Regions from separate parts of the Mus musculus genome. Here region 1 is linked to region 2. A link is a contact called in public ChIA-PET data. All regions are on one chromosome and are shown on one strand. The core of a region is the stretch at or near the end of the contact, and the rest is flanking DNA. Distances in the headings are between cores, read along the strand shown. Region 1 has its middle 30 kb from the start of Gm30235. Region 2 overlaps Foxo1 (forkhead box O1).

The links. ChIA-PET counts read pairs in DNA pulled down with a chosen protein or histone mark.
Region 1: an REV-ERBa ChIA-PET map of liver shows a contact between it and region 2, with 6 times the contacts expected there. The contact joins two enhancer-like sites. A contact is called at or near these places in 3 of 39 promoter capture datasets (the C10 cell line, cranial neural crest and liver), 2 of 484 Hi-C or Micro-C datasets (liver and nephron progenitors) and 2 of 115 datasets of contacts at active chromatin or transcription factors (both in liver).

The regions. Positions count from the first base shown.
Region 1 is chr3:52,616,345-52,623,179 of GRCm38.p6, reverse strand. No RefSeq gene overlaps it. Among named protein-coding and RNA genes, the nearest start is that of Gm30235, 30 kb to the left of the region's middle. Within about 2 kb of position 4,184, at least 38 of the 459 cell types and tissues checked have an H3K27ac peak or open chromatin away from gene starts, as enhancers often do. A contact at or near this core is called in liver, where this site is marked.
Region 2 is chr3:52,290,261-52,297,742 of GRCm38.p6, reverse strand. All of the region lies in intron 1 of Foxo1 (forkhead box O1), which reads right to left. Among named protein-coding and RNA genes, the nearest start is that of Foxo1, 26 kb to the right of the region's middle. Within about 2 kb of position 4,497, at least 16 of the 459 cell types and tissues checked have an H3K27ac peak or open chromatin away from gene starts, as enhancers often do. A contact at or near this core is called in liver, where this site is marked.

The DNA of each region.
Region 1 (6,835 bases), core at 2,935-5,434, 330 kb before region 2:
CCTTCTCCTGCTGTACGGAGTCTCTCTGGTGTAACGGCCATCATTTTCCTTCCTGGTTAAAATCTTCCCATAGTTCCTCAGAGGTTCACATTCAGATTCCTTAGTGTGCCAGCCAAGGCCCTTTCTACCAGACACACGCCATCTTCCAGATTTGAAATGCTACCTCTGCTTGTCAGTTGGACTCTTCTTTGGCATCCTTGGCCTTCCTGGGAGACCATCACCTTCGCCACGTCCTCCCTACCGATGCGCTCTGTCTGTAACCCCACCCTCTAGGCAGTCCGGCTTCCCTAGCACCGGTCCAGGGATGAGTTCCACAGGGGTACTCTCCTTGGTACATCTCTGACTGCAGCACCTGACGCTACTGTAACTGCCAAGTGTATTTGTTCATGTCCCTGGACACTAGAACAGGAGCACCCGGGGTCAGACTGGCAAGTGTGCTTGTCCATGTCCCTGGGCATCAGAACAAGAGCACCCGGGGTCAGGCTTTGCCCTTTGCCCCACTCATTTCGGTGTCCCACACACCACAGATCCCAGCAGTGATATTCCAGCCTGGTGTTCGCTCAGTTTTCACCTAAAATCCATTCCCGAGGCCAATTTCCTAGACAATTTCCTGGCTTGTCTCCCAATCCTACCACTTTCCCTCCTTTTTCTTACCTCGTTTTCATGATCGAGTCGCATAGCCATGTAGTTTCTTCTTCACTTTGAGTCTCTCTAGGAGGGAAGGTCGACAACCATTCTGCCTGAACTGACACAGAGCTGATGCTCTGGAAATAGGTGGCAAACCAAAGGATGGATGAAAGGTAATATATGAATCTATGGTAGCACATGGCAGAGGCAGAAGAGGAAAACAACATAAATGTGTATGTATCAGGTGAAATTAATTTTTAAAAAAAATTACCCCAAAGTACCCCATCTGGAAAGAAAAGACCCATAAACAGGGAGAGAAGTTCTTTCCACGTGTCCTGTGGCTTCATGCAGTTTACTACAGACAATCGCACCATGCCAAGTGTGTCAACTGAAAGTCGAGGTGAGAGCTATGAGGTGCTTTCCTTTCTGGCTCCCCAGCAGAATTTAAATACCACCGTTAGCTATTCACAACAGTAGGTTTCTCTTACAATAATATAGTGCTAAGAACACGGTTTAAAACAAGCATGTGAAAATTCAATCTAGAAATTGTTTACCAAGTTCCACTTCCTCTCGAGAACTCATCGCTGGAAGTTGATTTAATTTGTAAAATAACGTGTATTTATTCTTTAGCAACTTCACACATGTGTATAACATATTTTGGTCACATTCACTACCATCCCATTATCCTTTCTTAGCCCCCCTCCTATTCCTGCTGAACTCTTCTTCACAAATTTTCCTCCTATTTTTTTTTTTTGTGTGTCATTAAAGATTTGTTTTTAAAATTTTTTTAAGTGCTTGTATAAGACAGACTGAGGATACCCTCAGGGGTCAGAGGTGTCAGAACCCTAGAGCTGGAGTTTGGGGTGGTTTTGAACCACCACACATAGGTCTGGGAACTGATCTTGGGTCTTCTCCTAGAGAAGTATGTGCTACTAACCACTGAATCATCCCTCCAGCCTCTCGTGTCTTTTGTATGTGAGAGACAGAAACCCACTGAGCTCAGGGTTCATCCTATGGCCTTGGGTGATGGAGGGTTATTTAATGGAATATGGGCAACTTAACGTAGGGTACAATGCTGAAGAAAATTACTCCATTAGCTACCAATAGTTCCTCATGGGGGGAAGGGAGGCCTCGTGAACCCCACCCCCATTGCTGATGGGCTCGATGTTGTGCACATCTTATGCAGATAGCCACAGGTAATTGAGGTCCAGACCACAGCAACTGAGCCACGCCCAGAGGACAGCACTTCACAGCACTGGTCCCAGCCTTCAGCTCTTTCTTTCTGCCACCTCATCTGTGATAATCCCTGGGCTATGGAAGAAAGAGTACAGATGTCCTATTGAGGGCTGAGCACTCCAGTCACTTATCCTCAGGGCTTTGGCCAGTGATGGGTCTCTCATGATGACGAGTGAGTCTTGTACAGACACGGCGCTTTACGAACGAGTTCACTCAGACAGAACAAGATGGAGTTCCTCGTGTCTGCTCAGTGCTGTGCTCCACCCATCCCTCCAGCTCTTTATCTCAAAGCTTTCTATTATAGGCATTGATTTTTCACAGCACTCCTGCTAAGAAGACTCTATTACCTCCATTAAAATACAGAGTAAACCGAGAAGGCAAATTAAGTGACTTGCCAAGGCAAGAAATTAGCGGCTTCACTGGGTTCAAACAAAACCACTCATATTTCTGAGGCCTCTTGGTCAACTAGACACTAAGATTTCTCCGCTCTGTATATTAGGAAAGGGCCCAGGCTTCTAAGTGAGTACAACCTAGCCAGGTTCGAGCCCTCGCTCTACAATTTCCCGAGCAAGCTATTCCACTTCATTAAGTGCTTGCAATTTGGTGGTAATAAGAACACTTGTTTCATAAAATTGCTGAGAGGATTAAACATGATCACGTAAACGGGGTGGTTTCAAGGAATCTCATTATACACCTGGAAGGCTATATCCCTCACCTAGCCCCCTCTCCTCATAAGCGTTTCCTCGTTGCATCAGAAAATAAGAAGACACACCTGCAGCTGTGTGTTTAGCTTTACAGGATGACACACATACTCACAGATAAAGTCAGCTGTGGGAATATTATGACAGCTGAAAACATCCCTAGAAAAGCGGCTCATCAGTAATTATCCAATTCATTCACCCATCATTCGTTCACCAGCCCATATGCCCCCATTCATCTACCCAACTACCCACCCAACTCTCTGTCTGTCTGTCCAGCCATCTCTACTCATTCACTCATCCAGGAACTTGTTTATTCAAGCGTCAATCTATCTATCCACCCACTCACCATGTCCATTTGTGTTTAGTATGCACAGTAAGCACAATCATATTCACCACCAGCTACTCAGGCATAGAAGAAAGGAGGTGGAGACTGAGACCAAAGGTGTTAAATGTGTATATTTAGCACCTCCATAGATAGATAGATAGATAGATAGATAGATAGATAGATAGATAGATGATGGATAGATGGATAGGTGGGTGGGTGGATGAATGGATGGATGGATAGATAGATAGATAGATAGATAGATAGATAGATGATGGATGGATGGATAGGTGGGTGGGTGGACGGACAGACGGACAGACAGACAGAGACAGACAGACAGACTGACAGACAGGTGATGGATAGGTGGGTGGATGGATAGATAGATAGATAGATAGATAGATAGATAGATAGATGATGGGTGGGTGGGTAGGTAAATAGATAGATAGATAGATAGATAGATAGATAGATAGATCCTCCTGACTGCTACCTGTGTTAGCTCCAAGAATACCCTAATGAGCAGGTCAAGACTGGGCTTTCCCTTCATGTAACTTACAACCCAAATAAATCCTAAAACAAACCTCTCTTCCTATAAGACACCACTTCTTATGTCAACTACTATTTATTGAATACCTACTAAGTACAAAATGGACTTAAGTGCTGCCCACCAAGAAGACAGTATAGAGAGATAGAGTTTCACCATAACTGATGTTTCACATGCTCCCTACAGACAACTAACATCAGTAGTTTTCACCAGAGGGAGGACAGGGATGGTCAGAGGCATGGAAGAACTACAGCTGAGCAAGCGATGGAGCTCGTTCCTCTCACATCTGCAGCAGAACCCTTTGTCTCGGGGCTCTCTTTTTCTCCTGTTCTAGCATTGCTGCAAGCAAAAGCAGGGGCTAGCGGAAGTATGAAGACCAGGAGAGGCTGGGCTGCTGGGTCTCCCCGTGTTCCTGATAAGCATACTGTGCTTGTGGACATTGAGGGGTTATATGGGGGGATTATTTGGGGTCTTGGTTTTGTTTGTTTGTTTGTTTGTTTTGGGTTATTTTGGTTGGTGGTTTGGTTGGTTGGTTTTTTGAAGACAGGTTTTCTCTGTGTAGCCCTGGCTGTCCTGGTTCTGTAGACCAGACTGGCCTTGACCTTTGAAATCTGCCTGCCTCTGCCTCTGGAGAGCTGGGATTAAAGGCCTATGCCACCACCACCCAGCTGAGGTATTTTTGATAACTGCTCTCTTCTCTGTTAAGCAGGGCCAAACCTCTATTTGTCTACTTTCCATGAACCATAGTGAGGTCACAGCTAAGGTGTGTAAACAGTCTGCTTACGGCTATCAGATACTCCACGTCTGTGTGTCAGGCTTTGTATCCTGTCCCCTCTGTGAGATGTTGAACCAAGCAAGAAAGAAGGGATACAGTTATGTCTGAAATATCCTTCCCATCTACCTGGCTCCTGAACACCTATGTACCCTTCACCTCTTCACTCTGAAGTTGAAAGATAGAGAAGTCCTTCATGAGCCAAAGCTTCCCGGGTCCAGTGGGCAGCGTGCTCTACCCTGTTTCTAGTCTGTGCAGCATCCAGGGCTTTAGTTTCAGTTTCTTTTGTGGTAAAAGAATTGGAAATTGAGCTTTGTACTTGATAGACAACTGCTCCATCAAGGAATCATAGCCCCAGAGATTCTTAACTTTATTCTTAGTTATTGCTGCATCTTTCGCCCTGAGAAATGGCAACAGTGCACCAGGCAGGACTTTGTCTGATCATCTTTGTCCCAAAGCATTTAGCCTTATTTCTGACATAGAGCCATACTTCATGAGTATGCCAATAACAAGAGTAGCTTTTCATAGAGGAAGCACTCTCGGGTTAGCAATATCCTGTGTACTTTGTGTGCACCATTTGCTAAGCCCCACCCCCACCCCTCCAAAACAATGTTTTGAGCATTGCACTCTTATCTTCACTTTACAGGTGAAAACTCAAGTCACAGACTTGCCCCAGATGAAAACCTTATTCTCGTTTTGAGACCCTATCACCTTCGGCAAACTGTAGGTTAAACAGTCTGAGACGAGAGAAGTTATGATATTATTCTAAAGCCGGGAGGTTATTAAAAAACAAACAAACAAAACATTAGTCTAAGCCAGTGCTGAAGCAATGGGGTGTTCTTGTTTCTCCTGCCCTACAGAGGATCCCAGCCAAGCTGTGTGGGCTCACTGTTTTGCCCAGTTCATGACAAAGGATCACCTAATAAAATAACATAAAGTATAACCAGTGCTTTCTCACACTGGCTCCGAGGATAAGATTCCGTAGTCCAGATTTCACCCGTTAGCTTCCAGTGACCTTCCCACTGACCCCTTCCAGTTTCCATTCTTTAAGGCTCCTGTTGCAAGCTCACTGGGTAGCACTCACAGCAGGAGAGAAAAGACCTTCTGCTTTTCTGAGCGGTAAGTAACACTGGCCATTTCTACCCACTGCCTGCCTTCAAAATTCATCCCTTTGATAGTCACAAACCCAGAAATTTCATAACAAAACTGAGTGTGTGATATTCTTATTCATGGAAAAGGGTACAGCTATCCTACTGCATGCTTCACAGAAAAAAAAAAAAAAAAACAGCTGAAGAGTGGAAAGCATCGAACGAGGCGGCTCCCTGGAGCAAAGGTGTACAGTTTAAACAGTTACACAACCACTGCTGCAAACCAGAACATTCCGTACAGGCAGAAAAGGCTTAATTAGGCTGAACCAAGAGTCTAAGGTCATCTGATTCAGAACATTTCACAGTCTGAGCTGTAACATTAGCAACCTACAGGCCATCCCACCAGACCCCCATGGGCCCCAAATGGAAAGCATTTTGTTTCCTTCACCCAGGCTTAATTTAAGAAGACAGAGAGTTGTTTATGTGCTGTATATACATGTGTGTTTAGGGAGACCGTGTTTGAGTGTTCTGTGGGTGTCTGTGTCCAAATCAAAAGAAGCATATAAAAGATGGGAACACGTTATGGCAGCAAAGAAGTATTATCCCCCTAAGTCCCCTAGGATGGGACAATTGTCCCATAGTCTATAATTCATTTCTTCTTTTGTTCTTTAAGTTGTAATTCAAGAGAACAGCAATTCAGCATTGGGCTCCATCACAAGACACAAACCCACGAAAACCCACATGTCCTTCACCTGTACCTACTGTTACCACAACAGATGACCACAAACCTATTATCTTAAAACAATACAAATCTTCCAGATATGATGGTGCACACCTTTAATCCAAGTACTTGAGGGGCAGAAGCAAGCCAGTCTCTATGGGTTTGAGGATAGCCTAATCTACACAACAAGTTCTGGGCAAGTCAGGGTGACATAGTAAAATTGGTCTCAAAACCAATGCTATTATGCTGCATTCAGCGATTCAGAAATCCACAACTGGGTCCCTCGATTGAAAAATCCAAATGTGACATTGGTAAGGCTTGGCTCTGTCTGGAGGCTCCTGGTGACTCTCCATTTTTCAGACTTTCCAGCTTCTAGAGGCCACTTGCATACCTCCACTCCTGGTCCCCGGTGTTGAGTGACGCAGTATGCCTTGTTTTGCTGTTGCCTAAACTCTCCACACTCCCACCCCCCTCTTTCAACTCATACAGGCAAATGGGAGTGGGGGCAGTTTCCCTATTCCTGACTCAAAATCTTCCCCAGCACCTTCCAACACTCTTCACGATATCGAAGCTATCATACATCCCACTGCATTGTACCAAAATCCGAGGTCACGTGGTTTACAGGTTCTCTTTAAGGGCATTTTCTTCCCCTTCCACAGCCCCAGCCTGAACAGTTTTTACTTGTGTATCTGATCAGAGTGGATTCACACTTCTTTTATTCCATTGTTCCTCGTTAGACCCCTTGAGTATGCTTTAAGACATTTTCACATCCATGGCTTGTTTACCATTCTTAGGGATCTCCTGGATCCCTCTTCACCATGAGGGTA
Region 2 (7,482 bases), core at 3,248-5,747:
AGAGCTCAAGCTTGTGCAATGAAGGAGGTTACTTGTCTGCAGTTGCTAGAAAACGAATCTACAGCCACATCAGGATGCACGGCCACAAGGCTGGAGGTGCCGAGATCCCGCCTCTCCTAACTTCTGTTTGTGAAAGGGAACAAGTTGTTGGAGAGTGCGAGATCTGGAGAGAGATCACACACACACACACACACGAACACACACGGGCAGGGGGGTGTGTGTCAAGTGACAGCACTGCACACTAAGAATGAAGTGGAAGGGTACCACCCCTGGGTACCTGTTAAAACCACTTGTGAAAAGAAGCCATTCTGCGGGCTCAGTGTTCAGACCAGGCGGCCACCAGAAGGGCTGTAAGTATGGCGTCTTGTGCTGATGGCACACAGCTTGAGGGACTGAAAGGTGTGGGCATCCACGTTCCTCGTGTTTTACCTTTCTTCTCAGTTGATTGAACCTGGTGCCGGCATGGTTTGTTTACCAGCAGTGTGTGTTTAAGGATCTGGATTTGATTAAGATGTTACAGAAACAGCAATGAAGGGTATTTCATCAGGGCAGGGGGAGGGAATGAAGTAGCAACCAGGTATTTCTGTTTAAACTAGAGGGTTTCCTTTGAAATTCCAGCCTAACTCCCTATACAATATGTAAGAATAACAAGCGAAATTGAACACTTGTGGCATCCTCTGGAGGGGAGGCTCTAGAGCGCATAGCTAAGTTCACAAAGAACAAAAAGGGTAGCTCACACACACCAGGCCTCGCTTCTTCAGAGGCAAAACAATCAGTATATAACATTCCTGCTAAGATGGCAGCGACTGGTGTTGCAGGTAAACTTTTCGAAGTATTTCCAGGCTTAGAGTAAGCCACACAGCAGACACACTAAACACACCGCTCGCTCAACCACTCCCTCACGCTCACCTTCACTCACTCCAGCTCCTACGGGCTGTCATCTATGCTGTAAAGCAGAATTTAGTGGTTGATTACGTAACGCTTAACAAAGATGAACACAAGGAGAAGACTGTCATCTCACTAATAGCAGGGAGAGCAAAAGACTTGAATCTGATTTTTAACTTGTACTTTTTAACTACTCCATGTTCTGCCCGTTATCTAAGAAGCAACTACCAGAGAGCTTCTCCAAATCAAGGGTATCTCAAAGATGTAAGCCTATACCAACCACCTTATCACATTACCACTGCTATCACGCCTATGTGGACAAATGATCGACTGCAAGATTACCACTAATTCAAACCAAATCTCCTAGGGCTGGAAGAGTACAAGCCGGTGGTGAGTCAGGATAAAGAACAATGGGAACAGAAAGCAGTGTTGTGGCCTCTGACTACATTGATCAAGTACGGCATTCAGGTCATAGGACCTTACAGCCCTTATGCTGTAAACTGCTTAGTAATTTAACTGGTTTCTGTCTACAGAACTATGTAACAGACACATAACAATGGCTTGCTACATAACGAATAACAAACCTCACAAAGACATTAACAAATGAACGGTCACATTCAATAAACTAAAATATAAACCTACATAGCTGAGGGAAAAACAAGCCACATGGTCAGCACTAAGTCCGCTGGCTCCTTAGTAGACTTTACGGGTTATGGTTCTTAGTTCTCGATATACAACTAATCTGATATGCAAAGAAATTATTAGTAAGTACCAAATGTGTTATCATTGCAAAACCCCTTAATCCAAGGTATCTCTATCTAAATAAAAATAAGATGGCAAATTACACTGCTGGTAATATCCAATGGCAGTTCTTTACCTGCAGATTCTAAGCACTGCTCTGTGAAGATTTCAGACACTCAAAGCAGAGAACAGAAGCAGTACATCTGCATGTGACTCAGCAGAAAATGCAGAGCTCAAACAGAGCTTTTTATAACACTCAAATTTCCATTGGTTTAAATACAGCCCAAAACTCTAATTTCCATGAACAGGAAAGTGGTGCTATGATTTTGTGGTCATTTTACATAAGGCAATACTAATTTAAAATATTTTAAGGGAAAATTAATGCCAAGTATGGTGTTTGACGGTGTAGAAACCACTCTTTCTAGTGCCATTAAAGACCTGCCTAGGGCAGGGAGGGACAGGGACAAGGCAGTAAAATGGCAGAACCACTTTGCAGCAGATGATTAAACACGTATCAGCATTTCCCAGAGAAAGTACCTGGAGAAGTCAATTCACCAACCAACCCCACAAAGGTCACTGGCGAAGCTGGGAAGAAGTGTTCAATGGGCACAAAGCTTGGGAAAACAAGATAAAAAGAGATCTGACAAAAGATGGTACTGACAGTCTCAAACCGATACGAAAAGTACTTAACTCTAGTGCACAGTACAACTCAAAATGGCTGATGGTGTATTTTTTGTGGCTATTACCACATTTTCTAAAGAAACCCCAGTCAGGCCCTACAGCACAGGACTGTAACACTTAGGGGCTGAGGCAGAGATGGCTACCAAGCCAGACCCCATTTCAAACAATCCAAAAAAAAACAAAAAACAAAAAAAAAAACAAACCAAACAAAAACAAAAACAAAAAACAAACAAAAATACAAAGGAACTACTGTAATAAAGAAATAAAGTACTTACTGTGGAAGTGCTAGATACTTAGTTCTGAGGGGTTCGCTTAGTCTTATAAACTATTCAGAATCTAAGACTTAGCAAGTTAACCCTCGGTCTACATTACAGGTATCTGACAAGTCTAGAAAGTGTGGCTCCACAGTTCTGTGATTTACAGTTAAGGAAGCTTCAGTTTCCTGTCAAGTTGTCCTAGGTAAAACTCACTTTAGAACGTTTCTAGTGACACCAGCTACACGGAGCTCAGCAATTTAAGTGGTTTCTGTCTAGAGAATTATGTAACTGACAGGTAATAATGGCTCGCTACATAACTAATATCAAACCTCACAAAGACATTAATAAATGAACAGTGCCATATTCAATAAAGTAAAGATACAAACCTAAGAAGCTGAAGGAAAAACAAGTATGTCATTTTAAACATAAAAACAAAGGTGGTTTTGGTCCCAATAAACACACACATACACACACACACATACACACAAACCCTCCCTTTATGGATTCAATGTCCATTCAACGTTTGCTAAAACCCAAGCCTCTACACCCAACTCATACCATTTATGACTCTTAACCAATTGGACATCTTCCTTGATGAGCATGTGGCATTATTCTGGCATACACCAGGGCTTAGCAGTGAAGAGCTCCTGCTCTTCTTTCAGAGGACTGGAGTGAAGTTTTGTTTCCAGCACAAGGAGGCAGTGCACAAGCACTCTCAAACTCCAAATTCAGGGGGCTACAATGCTCTCAGCAGGCTTCTGGGGATAGATACATCACAGACTTCACTTCCCGCTCAGGGTGGCTAACAGTGCTAAACGCCAATCCGATCCTGAGTGGTCAGGAGGACTCCCAGGCTGAGACCCTGCATGACCTAAGTGCAGAGAGGGAGCTGAGCAGCTACTCGGCCTCCCTCCCTCTCTGCTGAACCACAATGCTACCAGGTCCCCTAAGCTCCTGTTGTGATTTCCCCGCCTTGATGGAACTGTGAACCAAACAAACCATCCAGTAAGGGCCGTGTCAAGGTTACTGTTGTTAAACAGGGTCTCACATCATCATCCTGCCTGGCCTGGAACTCACTATGTAGACCACGCCGGTCTAGAACTCAGAGGTCAGCCTGCCTCTGTCTCTGAGATTATTAATCAGTGTTAGAGGGCAGTGCCCTGCTATTTTATGACAGCAAGAAAACAGCAAACAGACAATGAGAAAAATGCTGTTTCCAATACTGACTCCTTGGTTCTTCCTTCAAAAAAAAAAAAAAATAGCCATGTTAACTGAAGATAAAATGTTTCACAGGCTACTACGTCATCAGCAGCTTTGCAGGACCAACAATGCCAGCTCATGTAATAGGAAATCAATGGCGTGTTTCTAGTTAGAGCCATGACGTGTAGTGCACTACTACAGTCCACTGGGGGAGGAGAGGAGGATGCATGACCACACTGTCTCGGAAACCTTTCAGAAAACACACGACGGCTCAAGCTTGCAGTCCCAGGGCTCAGCTCAAAATCTGACTGTCAAACACTCCTGAAACGGTGACAAATACTGTCTGCTGTGACAATAGTGAAAACTCTTCACAGAAATCCTGGCACAGTATTTTACAGGGAAAAAACATCTGGATAATGTGATGGTCTAAGCAACCCTTTAATCTAGACATCTGACCTCTAATCACTGCCTTCTACAGTGGGGTCAGCTGGTCACTTCTGAGGAAGGGCTCTGAGCACAGCCTGTCAGGAGTGATGCTTCAGTGAATCCCTCACCACGACCCTTGCAGCCGCACGAGCAGCCCACAGTCACTGCTGCCCTCCCTGTCCTGGGTACCCAAGGATGCATGCCCCAGCAGCACGGGAGAAGCAGGGGCTCCAGCTAATCTCTGCCACACAAGGCACACAACCTTGGCAAGAACCAGGTTTGCTATCACGCTCCCTTCCGTAACCTGGCAGATGACGGTGGTACAAGTCTGCTGTGAGGATCATCTGCATAGAGCCCCAGTACACTGGCTGGCCTCAGAAGCTGAGCATTACAACAATGTTCAGACACTGTCTTAAGCACGAGATATGGATCAGTGCACACGTGAGACCACACGAGCCTCCCTCGTTGTTAGCCCACCTTAGGAGAAAACTGAAGCATAAAGAACAGAGCTTTGGGCCAGCGAGATGGCTTGGCAGATAAAGGCCCTCACTGTCAAGTCTTAGTTCAACCCCCAGTGGTGACCTGGTTGGAGAGAACAACCCCTCCAAGTTGCCCCACTCCACACAAACACTGTGGACACACACACATGCACACACATGTGGACGAACTGACACACAACTGAGTTAATCTAACTTATAAACGTTTAAAAGACAGAATCTCAAGCACAAGCAGAGGGCATCTGGATTCAAAACTCAAACGCAAAGGCAACAGCTCGTATTGGCCCCAGTGTACAATTCTAAAACAGTGCCTTCACTGGGGTTTCACCCTCAACCTTCTATCAAACATTAACCAACTCAAACCCCCCCCCCACCACCACCACCCCACACACACTGTCTCATGTTCAGTGATAAAAATAGCTTCCACATAGAAAACTCGTCTTACACACTATAGAACACATTTAGCACTTTATTCGATTCTAACTGAAACCCGCTGGTTGTTCCCACTTTTCACTGAGAAAAGCAATGTAGCTGGAGTCTGAGTAACACAGCTGCTAAGTGCTATGACGACCCATTCGTTGTGACTTACAAAACCCCAAACTGACTGTAACAGCTTTACAGGGAGAACTTTGAATGTGTAGTTAAAAATCAAAACTAAGACGTCTACGTGTGCAGTGGACATTACAAAGAGAGAGCAGTTTAGAAGCCCCGGGCGGAGGACATATAGGGGACAGCTCCTATTTTACCACCAGTAGTCTACCGACCAAAGATTCTGTCTACCCACTTTACTCTGGATTTTGAGAAAATTCTTAAAAATCAGGTCCAACTGCTCAGGTTGTAATCTCAGTACTAAAAATGCTGAGGCAGGAGGATGCCAAATCCCAAGCCAGAGAGACGGAAGTATATAATATTCAGACTAAAACACTATGCATAGAGAAAATCTGCCAGTTTAAACCTTAAACAAGAGAGACCTTTGAAAAAGTGGGAAAGGGGTAAATATAACAAGAAGATATTAAAAAAAAAGTTTAGAAAGTAATAAATTGGTTTAAACAGTTCCATTCTACTCTCTCTTATTTGGGGCTTGAGGGCTAGGAAAGGAATTAGGCAGCGCAAACAAATCCAAAGCAGGAGTCTGGACAAAGGAAGATTCAGAAAGTGGGGACGGCAGAGACTTCAGCTCTCTGACCCTCTGTGGCAGTCTACCCTTCATGGCTCTGTCTGGAGTTTAAGATCTAGGGTTCTACTTACTCCTCTAGTTTTAGGTGATGAGATTAGAGAACAAACCTGCAGGAGTCAAACCTCAAGTCATATTTGGGCTTGGTGGCAAGCCCCCCTCACCTGCTAAGCCAGCTCCCTCTTCTCTCTCCTGCCCCCAAAGAACAGACTTTACTTCAGAAAAAATTGAGTTATTTTACCTGAAGCAGAGTTTAGATAACTCCTAATTGTAGGAGGCTGGCTCTGTGGAATTCAACAGCATCTTTTGTTCATGTCACTAGATGCCAATACCAAACAACATCCTCCCAAGAAGCTAAGACAAACCAAAGACTCATGCACCAGGTAGAGGAACACAAAACCTAATTGGAAACTACTCACCTACTCTTCTGTAGACTGAGAACATAGACATACTTAAAGAGGTTTTGTTTTTTCATTTTTCCCTTCTATTTGAAAAGTCTACAATTAAAATAATAAGGACAAGAGCAACAGCAGCCTCCATCCTCCGTGGGAAGCCCATGTGATAACTTTCTGCAATCCCACAAGTGTTCTCATTTTAGACAGAGACCAAGAGTTGAATGTTAACTGGTTCAAGCTTAAGCTTATCAATTTTGGCTAGATTTTGTGACAATGCTTAAGGTTCTAACCATCACAGGACTTCTGTAAACAGAGCTCTTGAGCTTAAATAAACAGAAATCCTACTACTTTACAATTAAAACCACATCAATAAACATCTAGAAATGTGTATGCCAAAGGTACAAATTGTGTACTTCTATTAATCATTAGCTCAAGAAAAGGCAGTGAAGCACACACACATTTAACCCCAGACTCAGGAGGCAGAAGCAGGTGGATTTCTGTGAGGTCAAGGCCAGCCTGGTTATATAAGGAAAGTCCACCAGGCAAGTTCCAGGTCAGCCAGGGTTATATAAGGCAAATCTGTCTCAACAAAACAACCTGCGAGGAGATGGTGGCGCACACCTTTAGGTCCAGCACTCAGAGGCAGGCACATCTCTGTGTGTTTGAGTCCAGACTGAGAGTTCAAGGACAGCCAGGGCTACACAAAGAATCACTGTCTCAAAACAAATAAACAACTCAACAACCTTCACAAAACAAAACATAAAGGGTAAGGTTCGTGCCGGGCTGTGGTGGCGCACACCTTTAATCCCAGCACTTGGGAGGCAGAGGCAGGCAGATTTCTGAGTTCGAGGCCAGCCTGGAATACAAAGTGAGCTCCAGGACAGTCAGGACTATACAGAGAAACCCTGTCTCAGGGAAAAAAAAAAAAAAAAAAAAAAAAAAAACCAAAAACAGGTAAGGTACATAAAGTGGATACTTCATATAAGCAATGTTCTGTAGGATGACCCAAAAGAATGAACTACTGAGTCCTGAATTTTAGAAGTCTAGTCAGGAAAAATGGTGCTTGGGCAGGGCTCAGAGACAGGGTCCTACACACATCCAGATGAGACTGTGACACCAAGCAGTCACTTGCCCCAGAACCCCCACCCCCCCAACACACACACAGCTTTCAAAGCAAAACCAATAAACTTTTTAATCTAGGGAGACTCCCACCCAGTATATAGACC